Regions from separate parts of the Pan troglodytes genome. Here all the other regions are linked to region 1. The links are chromatin contacts, called in public HiChIP or PLAC-seq maps. All regions are on one chromosome and are shown on one strand. The core of a region is the stretch at or near the end of the contact, and the rest is flanking DNA. Distances in the headings are between cores, read along the strand shown. Region 1 holds the start of ACTL6A (actin like 6A). Region 2 holds the start of ZMAT3 (zinc finger matrin-type 3). Region 3 holds the start of PIK3CA (phosphatidylinositol-4,5-bisphosphate 3-kinase catalytic subunit alpha).

Evidence for each region. HiChIP or PLAC-seq counts read pairs in DNA pulled down with a chosen protein or histone mark.
Region 2: a contact with region 1 is called in an H3K4me3 HiChIP or PLAC-seq map of stem cell-derived excitatory neurons, with 2.4 times the contacts expected there. The contact joins the promoter of ZMAT3 here to the promoter of ACTL6A in region 1. A contact is called at or near these places in 1 of 7 Hi-C or Micro-C datasets (stem cell-derived neural progenitor cells) and 1 of 1 datasets of contacts at active chromatin or transcription factors (stem cell-derived excitatory neurons).
Region 3: an H3K4me3 HiChIP or PLAC-seq map of stem cell-derived excitatory neurons shows a contact between it and region 1, with 3 times the contacts expected there. The contact joins the promoter of PIK3CA here to the promoter of ACTL6A in region 1. A contact is called at or near these places in 1 of 7 Hi-C or Micro-C datasets (stem cell-derived neural progenitor cells) and 1 of 1 datasets of contacts at active chromatin or transcription factors (stem cell-derived excitatory neurons).

What each region holds. Positions count from the first base shown.
Region 1 is chr2:182,738,678-182,743,220 of NHGRI_mPanTro3-v2.0_pri, forward strand. ACTL6A (actin like 6A) reads left to right here and starts at 1,847. Exons shown (of 14, transcript NM_001271671.1): 1 at 1,847-2,292. LOC134809503 (a long non-coding RNA gene) reads right to left here and starts at 1,396. Exons shown (of 2, transcript XR_010155386.1): 1 at 1,274-1,396.
Region 2 is chr2:182,261,021-182,265,563 of NHGRI_mPanTro3-v2.0_pri, forward strand. It overlaps ZMAT3 (zinc finger matrin-type 3), which reads right to left and starts at 1,922. Exons shown (of 6, transcript XM_009446885.4): 1 at 1,226-1,922.
Region 3 is chr2:182,328,150-182,332,692 of NHGRI_mPanTro3-v2.0_pri, forward strand. PIK3CA (phosphatidylinositol-4,5-bisphosphate 3-kinase catalytic subunit alpha) reads left to right here and starts at 2,143. Exons shown (of 21, transcript XM_024355822.3): 1 at 2,143-2,279. It overlaps KCNMB3 (potassium calcium-activated channel subfamily M regulatory beta subunit 3), which reads right to left. Exons shown (of 6, transcript XR_010155875.1): 6 at 4,136-4,402.

The DNA of each region.
Region 1 (4,543 bases), core at 597-3,096:
ATAATTTAAAAACAGAAATAATCATTCTTAGCTCAAGGCCAAAAAAAAAAAAAAAAAAAAAGGCAGTCTTCCCACCTGCTTCCCCTTTTCCCCACCTCCCCTCCCCACCCCACACACAAAAGACTGGATTTGGCCCTAGTGCCATAGTGTGCTGACATCTGCATTATCTCACTGGGTTAATAGGGCTTTTCTAAATGGTCAGATATACTATGATTATATTGTCAAGTGAATGGGAAAGAGTTTTCCCGCTAGCCTTTTTTCCCACCCTACTGCCTCATCACTTTCTGCCACCCTCTGCCACTGAGACTGATGGGGTTTTAGTCAATAGTTTCTAAGGTTAAAAGTAGGCACTGCATGTCTAGACTCTAGACAAGGATCAATTACAAGGATAGGCAGCAATCTTAAGGGTTTGAGCGCTGGAGTGTCCTGATCGGGTTTGGGCGTTTTCACAGATGAAGCTCCCTTGATCAAGAGTGGCAAAGGGACAGAGCAACAAGTTGTTGCAGTAATCTGGGGATAAAGGAAGGTGATCTGGACTAGGCTGGTAGAAATAGGGGACTAAGACAGGCTGTTTTTGGGATGCCTATTTAGGATTGGGTGCTTGCTTGAATGAAGATTGATTAGCTGTTTTAAATACCTCTCACAGGATAAAAGAAATTGATTTTTTTTTTTTTTTTTGAGACAGAGTCTTGCTCTGTCGCCCAGGCTGGAGTGCAGTGGCGCAATCTCGGCTCACTGCAACCTCTGCCTCCCGGGTTCAAGCGATTCTCCTGCCTCAGCCTCCTGCATAGCTGGGACTACAGGCCCGGCTACTTTTCTCATTTTTAGTAGACACAGGGTTTCACTGTGTTGGCCAGGCTGGTCTCGAACTCCTGACCTCGTGATCTGCCCGCCTCGGCCTACCAAAGTGCTCGGATTACACGCATGAGCCACCACGCCCGGCCTGAAATTTTTTTTTTTTTAAAGAAATGAGTAAGTTTTTTAATAGTTTTTAAAGCGCTACCTAGGTTTAGCTGGGATAACGCATAATTTCATTCTTCTTTTACTTACTAATAACCATTTTAAAAATTGCAAGATCCTATCAATTTGTCTGATTTACTGATTCCCCTATCCCAAAGTGGAGCGCAAAATTTTTATTTTTTCAACATAAAAGTTAGTTTAAAATACTTTTTCTGAAGAAAAAAAGAAAGAAATCCGCATTCCCCACAGTCACTGGACAGGAATCTCGGCGTGGAGACACCCGTTCAATTTCCAAGGGTCTACCTTCCCCTACCTGGGTTCCCGCCGCTCCTCAGCGCCCAGACGCACCTCCTAGTCCCGCCCCCATGCTTCTTCCAGCCTTCCTCCTTCTTCTCCCACTGCCTCCGCCCATTCCCTCGCCCACCCGGGAAGCTCCGCCCCCTCCAGCTCCGCAACCCAACTCCTTCTGTCCTGCTGTCGCTTTCCTCTTTCCCGCCCCCATGGCTGCCTTCGATTGGCTAAACCTGCTGGGCCGCGGCGGGGATGCGGCGCAGCCGCATTCTGATTGGCTAGACTTAGGCCTGGACCCTAGTGATTGGCTGATGAGAGGAGCCAGCAAGTGTGGCTGAGCTCCGGGGTGTGTGGACGCCGCTTTGTTGCCTGAGGGGGGTGGCGGTGGAAGTTAAGGGAGTCAGGGGCTATCGCTCCTCGAGACTTGCAGTCGCGGCCACTGCAGTCATTCGCCAGTTAGCCCTTAGGGTAGGAGTCGCGCCGGCAGCAGCCATGAGCGGCGGCGTGTACGGGGGAGGTGAGTGAGTGCGGCCGGACGAGAGAGCGCGCCTTTTCGGCGTGTGGGGTTTGTAACCGCCGCTCCCAGCCCTCCCCTCCCCGGCGTTCCCTTCCGGTCTCCCCCTCTCGGGACCCCGGCCTCCCCGCCCCGTCCCCGCCCCACGCTCTGCCCGCCCCCGGAGCCCACCCGGCTCGCCGTGCTCCTCGGGCGCCCTGAAGTGGCGGCTCTCTGTGGCCTCTTCCTGCCTCTGTCCCCGGAGGAGCAGGGTTTTGGGGTGCGCGCTCGGTTCTCTAGGGAGCCTCGGGGCTGGGCGGGAGGCTCAGTCTAGCCGGCCGCCGGGCCCCGGCTTGGGTGACCGCCCCAGGGTCGCATCTCCCCGAGTGCCTCCTGGACTCAGCTGTGTCGGGACGCGTGTGCGCGCGCCTAAACTTGGAAGGTCCCGGCGGTTTGCAAGCGTGGACGGAGGGTTCCCAGAGTGTCCCATAGGTGGCAAAGCGAGCCTCAAGCCGTAGAACTGACTAGGGAAGCGGCGGCCACTTAGGGTACTGCCTCCTCCCCGTCTGCGCCCCATGCGCGAGCTGCCTCACCTTTCAGTAACTCCTGCCGGTTTGTTGGCTGCGGAGTCTCCAGAGTGACTCGTGGGCGGGTCTGTTTGAGATCAATTCAGGAGCACGTGTAATTTAAGGATGCCCAGAAAGTTTGCTGGGGGTCCTAGGCGTGTTATTTTTTCACTTTCTTTGATTAGACTGTGGTGTGGTAGAAACATTACCAGGTGCCGGGGGTTACAGACCTGGGTTGAAATATCCACCTCACTCTTTATTAAGCGCTTTGGTCTTGGGCAGTTTATGTAACTTTCCAACTTCAGGCCTCATTTATGGAATAATTCCTAGCCGATGGGGGTGGGCATGAAGGTTAAATGAAATAATGCTGCATTTGCCACTTAAAGTCTGGCCCATGGACCAGCAGTGTCAGCATCACCTGCAAGCCTGTTAGAAATGCAGGATCTCACGCGTCATTCAAAATCTACTGATTTAGAGCCTCCATTTTTGCAAGATCTGCAGGTTAATTGAAACACTGATACATATAATTCATGTGTTGGGTTGTGTTTGATGAGTTAGAGACCCAGAACACAAATCCAGACTATTGCTATTGTTACTATGTCTAATAGTGATGCTGTTTCTATAAAGGATGTCATTTTACAGGTAGGAAACAACAAAAATAAGATTTTTCCTTCATGTCCCCCAAGAAAATCACATCACCCCTAAACTTGGAAGGAGAAAAACATTAAAGTCCTCAAAAAAAAAAAAAGCCTTTTTAGTAGAGTAGAGGTTCGATTCTTGAGGATTTTTATAGACTAGAAATTGCATCCTAGGTTTTAAACATCCAGAACTCTGTGGTTCTATTAAGCCTCCTGCCTCCCATGGCCACTCTCCTACTTTGGGTTCATGGGGCTTGATTTTTAATGAAGCAGGGTACAGGAATTAGATGTATCTCCCATCCTGGAAAAGGAACAGATGTAAAATTCTGAGAATTTAGAGTCTTAAATTAAAATTCCACCATATCCAGTTTACTAAACTAATTAGGACAGGAAAATGAGCTGATATGTTGGATTTTTTCTATTTCACAAAAATGTTTTTTGAGTACTTGCTATGTGGCAGGTATAGGCTCTTGTCATCAAGAAGCTCAGTCTTGTAGATGAGTCTGTTAGGTAAATAGACACCGTATTTCACTGATTCTTCGTTGTACATTTTTCCCCACATTTAAACAGCTGAAGTTGGAATATGTCTTTTTTTTTTTTTTTAATAGAGATGGGTCTTGAACTCCTGAGCTCAGGTGGTCCTCCCACCTCAGCCTCCCAAAGTGCTAGGATTACAGGTTTGAGCCACTGCCCCCAGTCAGAATATGTCTTAACAGTGCTGGCGTGGCAGAGTTTAATTGCCATATTATTTTGTTAGTGATGCAGGAAATAGTGGTGCATCATGTAGTTGATAGCATCTTATATTGATCAGAAATGGTAACTGTAATTCAATGAGAGATGTTCATTGATAACAATATGCAGAAGGGGCCAGGTGCGGTGTAATCCCAACACCTTGGGAGGCCGAGGCGGGCGGATCACTTGAGGCCAGGAGTTCAAGACCAGCTTGGCCAACATGACAAAACCCTGTCTCTACTAAAAATACAAAACTTAGCCAGGCGTGGTGGCGCATGCCTGGAGTCCCAGCTGCTGGGGAGGCTGAGGCACAAGAATCGCTCGAACCTGGAACTGCACTCCAGCCTGGGTGACAGAGCGAGACTCTATCCTAAAAAAAACAAAAACAAACATATATATATATGTGTGTTATATATGTTATATATATTACATATGTTATGTTGTATATATTATATATTTTATATGTTATATATGTCTCATATATATACATATATAGAGAGAGAGTGCAAAGGTAGCTCAGAGAATAAAGTTATTGATTCTGTGTGGTGGAGTCAAGGGACTTTACAATAGAGGTAATGGGGATGATGGAGGAGGAGTGGAAAGGGACAGCATATGCAAAGGTTAGCTGAGTGAGAGTATGTGGTGTGTTCAGGAGATGACATATTACCCAGTAAGTTAGTGTATGAGGCAGGAAGTGAGACTGCTACCAGATTTTGCTACACCTTGAATTTCAACTGGCTAGAGTGATTTAAATTTTATCAAATACAGTGATGAGAAACCACGGAATGATTCACCCCCTAATTTTTTTTGAAGGATTTATGTACCAAAATAATGACAGTTACAGTATTGAAAGATCACAGTGC
Region 2 (4,543 bases), core at 672-3,171, 480 kb before region 1:
ACACAGATTTACCCATTATCACATTTGATCTTTACAATTTTTAAAGAGTAGCTTGATATCCCAAATTTATTTCTTGTTATATTTAACAATCAACACAATGTCGACTCCTCAAAAAAATCTATGTATGACAATTGCATCAAATATTAGTACATTTGCAAACAAAAATTAGTACAAAATATAAATCTTAAAATGAATAAAACCAAGTCTTCAGTGAATGCATGAATGATGGAATACAGAGACCCAAAACATGCAACTCAGATCTATTCAACTGTTGCATTGGTTTAAAAGGGACTAATTTGAAGACTGGCATAAATATTCTTCAAATCTTAAAAACCAGTCACTTTGATGCTTGCGATGGCATAAATGAAGGATTTATGCTGGTTAATGTCCTGGTTTGGAAAAGAGCTAAGACGACATTAAAGAAAATCAAAGCTTCACAAGGTACCCTGTTTAAAGAAAATTAATTGTCATAGCATACTTAGTTTTAATGATTGGACTGGGGCCTACTCTTCACATACTGTGTTAAAGACAATCTCTTGTCTCATTTGGAGAAATCTACAGAGGAAAGAGAATAGAATCAAGGAACAGGTTAGCAGCACCTCAGCAAACTAGGTAAGTCCGTAATTGGGAATTCTGGAAATGAGGGAAAGGCAGCGAGCATTACTCAGAGGTCATCAGAACGCAGCAAGAAGGAATGAGAGGGAGAAAAGTAAAAATAATAATAATAATAATCACTTGAGGCAAGGTGTATCCTATAAAGAAGGCTCAAAAGAACGCAGAAAACTGGGGAAGAGGCCTTGGTGAATTGGCGAATGTTTTTCAGTCTCCGCTGTGACGGTTCCTAATCCTAGAGAACTGTTTACAGATTTGAATCAAAGCTACAGACAGTTCATTGTCGCCCACATCCACCTTACATTCCTAAGATGTGCATGCATACACACGAACCCACACACGCACCTCAACCCGGTATGGATGCCATCACGAAGGATGGAATCCCCCGACTCCCACGGGGCGGGGGCAACTGAGAGGGCCAAGGCAGCTGCACGCACAGATGATCCACCTGGTCCACGTGAAATGCCTGAAACGAGCAAACTGATAAATAGAAGCAGCGCAAGCCCTGTCACGTGGAGGGCAGATGGAAAGAGCATCGGAAAGGAACCGCTAGTCCCCGGCGCTCCAGGGGCTCGTCCTGAAAGCTCCGCGGCTCCCAATCACCCGCACTTACCGGAACCCCCGGGACGCGCCGGCAGTCTCCGCGCCGCGTCCGCCCGGGACGCCCGCGACGCCCGCCCTGCGCGCCCGGCTCGGCCCAGCTCGACCCAGCCTCTTCTCGGAGCAACTTTCTCCGCCGGCCGCCGCCGAGCCCCCTCTGCAGCCGAAGGCTGACTGTCAAAAGTCAGTCCAACCCGACCCACAGGGAAACAGCTGCAGGAAGTGACTGCGGAACCGGGAGGCGGTGGAGGAGGAGACTGAGGGCGCCGGCTCGGCGTCGCCACTGCGCATGTGCCTGGCGGAGCAGGCCCGGCAGCGGTGGCAGCGGTAGCAGTGGCGGCTCCCGCATCCCCGGCGGGCGGCGCGTGGGTCAGGTGCCCTGGCCGCGAGCGCAGGGGCGCGGGGTTAGGCCGGCGTGGGGAACAAAGGCACGAGTGAGAGGCGGGAGGGTCCCGCCGCCAATCTCAGCAGACAGCCCCGAAGAGCTGTTCAGCAGATGCCCTGGAAAGTTAATCCTTGGTAGAAGCCTGGGCAGAGCTTTTGCAACTTTCATCTCCAGTCATTGGGATCCAAACATTGTTCATTCTGTTCCTCCCTTAGCCTGCTGGTTGGTGGTTAAGGCGGCTGAGTGGATCCTTTAAACTGCTGCAACAGAACCTTTAAACTGCTGCTCTCCCCACTTCCGCCCCAGGATGGAGGAAGAAGAGCGTGGCTGCCTGCCCAGTAGCGGCCTCCCTCACACAAAACGCCCCCACCCACCCACACACACACCTTCCCTCCCCTACACGAAAGTGAGCAGGAGATAGAGGAGACTTTCTCCTGACCCCCAGAGGCTCACCTGCAAGACAGGAAGGACCAGGAAAAGAGTGGCCAACGCTAGGATGTCACATCCTTCATAACCAACCTGGACATCTTCAATGTTAACACTGAGTGATGAGTTGAGGAAATTCCGGCTCTAAACTTATAGCGTAAATTAACTCGTATGAAGATCTGCTGGGGTATTATTTTTGTGTGTGGCAAACGATAACAAATATACTACTTTAAGAGTACAGGCCGGGCGCGGTGGCTCACGCCTGTAATCCCAACACTTTGGGAGGCCGAGGCGGGTGGATCACGGGGTCAGGAGATCGAGACCATCCTGGCTAACACGGTGAAACCCAATCTCTACTAAAAATACAAAAATATTAGCCAGGCGTGGTGGCGGGCGCCTGTAGTCCCAGCTACTCCGGAGGCTGAGGCAGGAGAATGGCGTGAACCCGGGAGGCGGAGCTTGCAGTGAGCCGAGATCGCGCCGCTGCACTCCAGCCTGGGTGACAGAGCGAGACTCCGTCTCAAAAAAAAAAAAAAGTACAGTTCAGTGGCATTAAGTACATTTGCATTATTGTGTGGTTATTTTTTAAAACACGAATTAAAATGCCAAGGAGATCTAAGTATAGTAAGATGTGCCCTATTAGTAGGGAAACAACTGCAGGAAATCAAGGCTGTTTCTTTGGCTGAAAAATGCACCAATCCAATACCAACAACAACAAACCATAAAAGACTTCATAAGTACAATGAATATGAAGTACAAACATATACACACAGTGTACACCAGCCATTTGGGGAGAGTAATCCATCACCTGAATTGTTTTTCCAGCTGTATAGGTACATTTACTTTATGTGTCACTATTTTAAAGGGCTATATTGTTTCTAAAATAATAAATGCTGCTAAAATCCACTCTCCAGCCCCTTTTCTATATGGTCTTTAGCCAGTCTTAGAACTTCACAGTCCACACTCCTTATCTAGGACCACAACTAGGCCTTGCGGAGCCTTTCCAATCTGACCTTCCACCAGTCTCCCCTCATCATTTCACTCACACCCCCATCCATGCCCCTTCATTTCCTGCCTCTGTAATTTAGCTCTGTCTGCATCTTGAATACAAAATGCTTTCTCTCCCCTCCCCTTGAATTGTCAAATCCTACCTGTCCTTCCAGGCCTCTTCTTTCATGAGCTCCCACAGCACTTTTCTCCGCACACCTTGATGACACACTATTTGTTGTCCCACATTATAATTACTTAAGAGATATTTCCTCTGTCCTGTAAATACCTTGAGTCCAGGAAGGATAAATGTCTTGGAGTTTTCAAGTTTTATGTTTGATAGTTTGATGTGTTCTTGTCCATCAGGATGAAAATCTGAACAATTCCATGTTCTCTGCTCACATACTCTTCTCAGACAGCTAGGGCATTTCCTTCCCTGCCTCGGGGAGAAAGAAAAGGCAAATCTGATGCTTGTGTAATAGATATTTGAAGCTCATGGCAGTGACAGTAGTCTCATAAGTCAGAGTTTGTAGTTTAGAATTGGCTGGACTTCATGAGTTTCAGCACATGAGGTGAAAGGAAAAAAAGCCACAAACAATATATTCATCACTTTTGCTGTTGGAAAAAAAAAAATGGCTGATGGCCACAAAGGTTTATTTCTTATTTGTATTACATGCTGGGTCAGCTGAGGTTCTGCTCCATGGGTCTCCTCAATCCAGTGCCCAAGCTGAAGAAGCTGCCCCTATGTAGAACTTGGCAATTCTCAAGGGAGATGGGAAGAGCCAGAAAGCTGTTAGAAACTTGTGAAGCCTCTTAAAGCTGCTTCTCTAATGTCTCATGACATGTCTACTCAAATCCCACTGGCCAAGGTCTTTCATATGGCCAAACCCCAAGTAAGTCGAGAAGTCTACTTCTTTCATAGGCAAATCACATGGCAATGGACATGGATTGTAATTTTTTTGGAGTGGGGGTTGTGTGGTTAATTGTAAACAATAATGCAATCTGCCACAAAGATGGGGGAACCAATTTTCTCTCTCCAGAGATATTGGTGTATGTCCCAAAGAAAGGCCTATAAATCCCCACCCACCCACCAGCCACACACACCCAGTCATTGGGATTCCTTTGAAAGAAACTGTGGAGCTAGAAATAATACAATTCCCACATGTTTGAAGATCTAGAGATTGGGGGCATCTGAGCTCTATTCCCAGTGGGGATCAGAAAAGCAATCAAGGTCTAGGGTTTTGCCTCAATAAGTCAAAAGAGAGTAGGATGTTAGCCTGAACTGTTTCAGCCAGAGGAATGCCCCTAAACTTTTTTTTTTTTTTTTTTTTTTTTTTTTAGTATTTATGGCATTAGAGACTATTCAAGGGAGCTGACAGCTGTAGGGGGCTGAGGAGCCTACAGGTCGGAAAGGGGAAGGATAGAACTGAATGAACAGATCACTGATCTGATAGCAGAGAAAAAATAGACATCGCCTATTGAGGCCAAAGCCAAGGCGTGTTTGCACTGATGTCTACTTCCTCTTGCCACCTG
Region 3 (4,543 bases), core at 893-3,392, 410 kb before region 1:
ACACTTTGGGAGGCCGAGGTAGATGAATCTCTTGAGCCCAGGAGTTGGAGACCAGTCTGGGCAACGAAGCAAGACCCTGTCTTTACAAAAAATAAAACATTTTTAAAAATCACAAATAGGCCAGGTGCGGTGGCTCACGCCTGTAATCCCAGCACTCTGGGAAGTCGAGGGGGATGGATCACCTGAAGTCAGAAGTTTGAGACCAGCCTGACCAACATGGTGAAACCCCGTCTCTACTAAGAAATACAAAAATTAGCTGGCATGGTGGCTGGTGCCTGTAATCCCAGCTACTTGGGAGGCTGAGGCAGAAGAATCGCTTGAACCCGGGAGGCAGAGGCTTCAGTGAGCCGAGACTGCACCGCTGAATTCCAGCCTGGGCTACAGAGTGAGACTCTGGCTCAAAAAAATAATAATAATAAATAAAAAATAAATTTTATAAGGAAAAATATCCCTAGTATATTTTTCCCCACCAAGGTCTACTTATTAATATCTCATATAACTCTGTGCTTGAAACACAATTTGGGATATATTGCCTTAAAATTTACTTTGACTAGCAATTCAGTGTTCCTTTTTTAAAAAAATCTGTACTCTGGAGTAACAGTGTTCTAAAACTGTTGAAGAACATTGCTTCGAGAAAAACATTTAGAAACACAAACCCCTGGAATGTGAGATGAAAACCCGAGCTAAAGGGAGAAAAAGGACGAAAGAAAGAAAACACAGAAAAGAAAAAAATACAGTCAAGTGAAACTACGACCACAAAGAGGAACAGATCCATCTCATTTACCATTGGGGTATGGACGGACGTGCGGTGTTCGAGAAGACTGTTGTTATTGGTCAGAGTTTTGCTCTAGAGGACAAGTAGGACTGTAACATCTCTAGGATGGGTCACTTCCCAAGCCCTCTATTACTTAAAAATTCAAGGAGGAACCGATGCTGGAGTACTTGTATCTCAGACTTCTAATCACTGCTCCTACGCTTTTCCAATATTACAACAAAAGACCAGTAGGGGGAGAAAAACGCACAGTACCGAACCTTTATCAGTAGTAATCTCAAAAGTCAACAGATTGATTTACTCTCAAGCAAACAGACTTCTAAGGTACGCAGCACCAAGACACTACCTTGAATCAAATCTATAGACTATATGACATTTCTGAAGTCTCTGTTGGCATTACGCGAAAAATCCCCCACGTCTTCTGAATAGTTAGAATTGAATCCTACAAGCTGCTTCGAATCAGAATTCGATTTAAAAAAAAATGAGGGCATAGCAAAAGGTCTCCACGAAGTGAGTCAAAGGACTGCAGAGGGCTGTGACAGTGCATTCCGCCTTCGGGATGGTATACAACTTAAACCGTGTCGGCAGAAGAACGCACAGCAACGCTTTGTAAAAAGCATTCTTTCTATTATAGAATCCATAACCACGCTGGTTAGCCACTGACAGCGGCGGTTAGCCACCGCACCTCCTCTCACCCCCGAACTAATCTCGTTTCCTCTATGGGTGTAAAAGTGAAATAACCCACTTGCTCCCAATATTCCTTTCTATATCTCTACCCCAGCTCGCCTGCTGCTCGTAGAAACAAATATACTACATGTACGCTGTCCTAGGATGACACAACACCCTCACTACTGCAGAAGACGGATCATTAAACAAACGTCAGAAGAGCAGCCCCAACTGTACATAAACTTCGGGCGGAAAAGCAAGACGCAGGCGCAGTAGCACATATTGTTACCCTATTTGCCCACTCCCTGCTCCTCCTCGCCTCAATTTCACTTCCGCTTCTTTGCGCATCTGCTTCCGGGGGATTGTAGGCTCTGCCCCTCCTCAGCTCTTACCCTCCTCTGCCGGAGGAGGGGGGGGGGCGAGGGGGTGGGGAAGAGTTCGTTGTTTGTTTACACGATGTGAGCGGAAAAAGAGACCAATAAAGTTTATTCTGGAAACAAAAGGAAAAAAAACAGGGGCGACGGAGAAAGGAGTCGGGGGCGGGGGCGTGTGGCGGGGGCTAGCGAGGAGAAGGAGCGAGAAGTAGAAAGCGGCAGTTCCGGTGCCGCCGCTGCGGCCGCTGAGGTGTCGGGCTGCTGCTGCCGCGGCCGCTGGGACTGGGGCTGGGGCCGCCGGCGAGGCAGGGCTCGGGCCCGGCCGGGCAGCTCCGGAGCGGCGGGGGAGAGGGGCCGGGAGGCGGGGGCCGTGCCGCCCGCTCTCCTCTCCCTCGGCGCCGCCGCCGCCGCCCGCGGGGCTGGCACCCGATGCGGTTAGAGCCGCGGAGCCTGGAAGAGCCCCGAGCGTGAGTAGAGCGCGGACTGGCCGGGAGCGGGTGCGGTGGGAATGGGGACCGGGTGGGTGCCGGAGACTCCCGGGCGCGCCCGCCGTGTTGGGCGGGGGCTACGGGCTGGTCGTCTCCCAGCGTCGGCCCGCGGCGGAGTTCGCCTGCGATCGCCGCTCCCTCTCCCTCGCCTGCCTCTGGCCTCTCCCAGCTGCAGAGGCGAGGGCTCGCCGCTCCCTCTCCTTTCTCTCTGGCTGCCGCCTCGCTCTTCCTTTGCTTCTACTCCCAGTTTTGGGGACGGGGCGGCTGGAGGTTGAGGAAGTGCGCCCAGGGCCGCCGCCCCGGCCGCGGTGGCTCCGTCTCCCGCGCCCTGCACGCCCACCCAGCCCGCGGGTGGAGGGGCTGCCGCGAGGACCGCGGCTCAAGGGACGCGGGCGCGAAACCGCGAGCTTTTCCTGAGGGGCTGTCACGCCCGAGGACTCCGGCCCCGCCAGCCTGGCGGCCCTGCGTTTGCCTCTTACTGGGTTTAAATCGCCCGGCAGGGGTATGGAAGGAACACCGCTCCCCTCACCCCCGCCAGCTCCCCTCCCACCCTTCCTTTCGAGGTTGTTTTTTCCTTTTAGCTGAGACAAACGCTTAGATCTTTCATTCATAGACCTGAGACACTGACTCATGTGACTTGTCTCTTTACTAAGTGTATTATGTGATGCCTGTTCCATGGCTCCTAAGTGGCTCGGAAAGGTAGGGTAGGGCCCGGGATTGGGCTATGTAAACACCAGACGTTCAGCCGGCGTGTTTTTGACCTCGGCTCGAGGGGGTTATTTTAGGATGCTAAAGGAATAGTGATGGTGGCCAACCATGTTACCAGACTTGGGAATCGAAAGCTATTTTTTTTATGTCAATAATTGAGACTGTTTACATGGTTAAATAAAGGATAGGGTAAAGGGAGCGCAACAAGAGGGGCTTTCTAGAAAACAGTCTGCATATTCTTTAATGAATTAGAGTTGTGATTTCATCTTGGTGAAGCTTCCTCATTCCAGCACTGCGCCTTTGTGCACATGCAGGACCTGGGTTTTCGGAACGATGTTTTGAATCATAGTTTGTGTGGCCGGGGAGAACCCCTTAGAATACTTGGGTAGGTAAATTCCAGGTTATCTCAGGGGATTATTTCTACTGCGACTTTTGAACCACTGAGGGCAATATTGGTCATATGTTATCCTGCTTAGAAATTGAATTTTTCTGAGTATTTGCTTACATTGTACTGTACAAAATTTGTTTATGTGCTGGATTGCGTGTTTTAAGAAAACTTCTGGAAAATACTCAAAATACCGTGTTGCTAAGTTAGTTTGGATAAATCAAAACACTTTGCTTTCAAAGCAACTACAGTCTTAACAATTTAACGTGTCTTTGTATTCAGGTTTTAAGTTTTTGGTTTTTTTTTTTTTTTTCTTTTAACTGAAGCACTGAGGTCCGGTTGACAGCATAGATCTCCATCTAAACATCACATGTTCTGGAAAATTTTAATTATCAGATTAACTGTTCTGCAGTGTCATCAGCCAAAATTATCTGAAGAGGACTGTGTGTTTACGTGTGTGTGTGTGTGTGTGTGTTGGTATTTTGCTTAAGTTTTTTCATCTCACATTTTGGGACAAAATAAAACTTCATAGCTTTTTTCAAAAGTTTCTTGTGCTTTTTCAAACGAGTACTTTCCTATTAAAATCACAAAATAGTTTATTTTAAAATGATAGCATATCGTAATAATAGCATCATGGGGGAAATAACAAGAAAGTAAAGGAATATTAATATTGCATGATTGTGCGTATAAAGTTTTAAAGACATTCCTGTCAGTTTTAAATAATTAAAAATGAAACACCTGTAAATATAGAAGAGTGTTTTTATTTAAGGTTAAAAAAATTTTAACTAAATTGGTTATAGCATTAAAGAGATGTTACTAAATACAAATATTGTACTTAAACTGAAAAATGGCTTCATGGAAGTGTAAATTGTCATGGGCCTTGATATATTTAAAAGGGAGACTCTAAAAGTGCAGTGGTTTTGCTTGCTCTGTGCGTGGAACAGCCTTTCTGGTGGCAGAGCTTCCTTCCTGTCAGGATAAGGTCCTCTCCATCCCAAATCAGTATCCCCTTAAAAAACAAAACAAAAAACCCAAACTTATAAATAATGCACAACATAAAGTAGACTGTAATAACTTTTTCTCTAAACCAGTTTACTTTGTGTGCCGCTTCTTATAAGTACCCTTTACTGAATAAAGATTTTTAAACAGT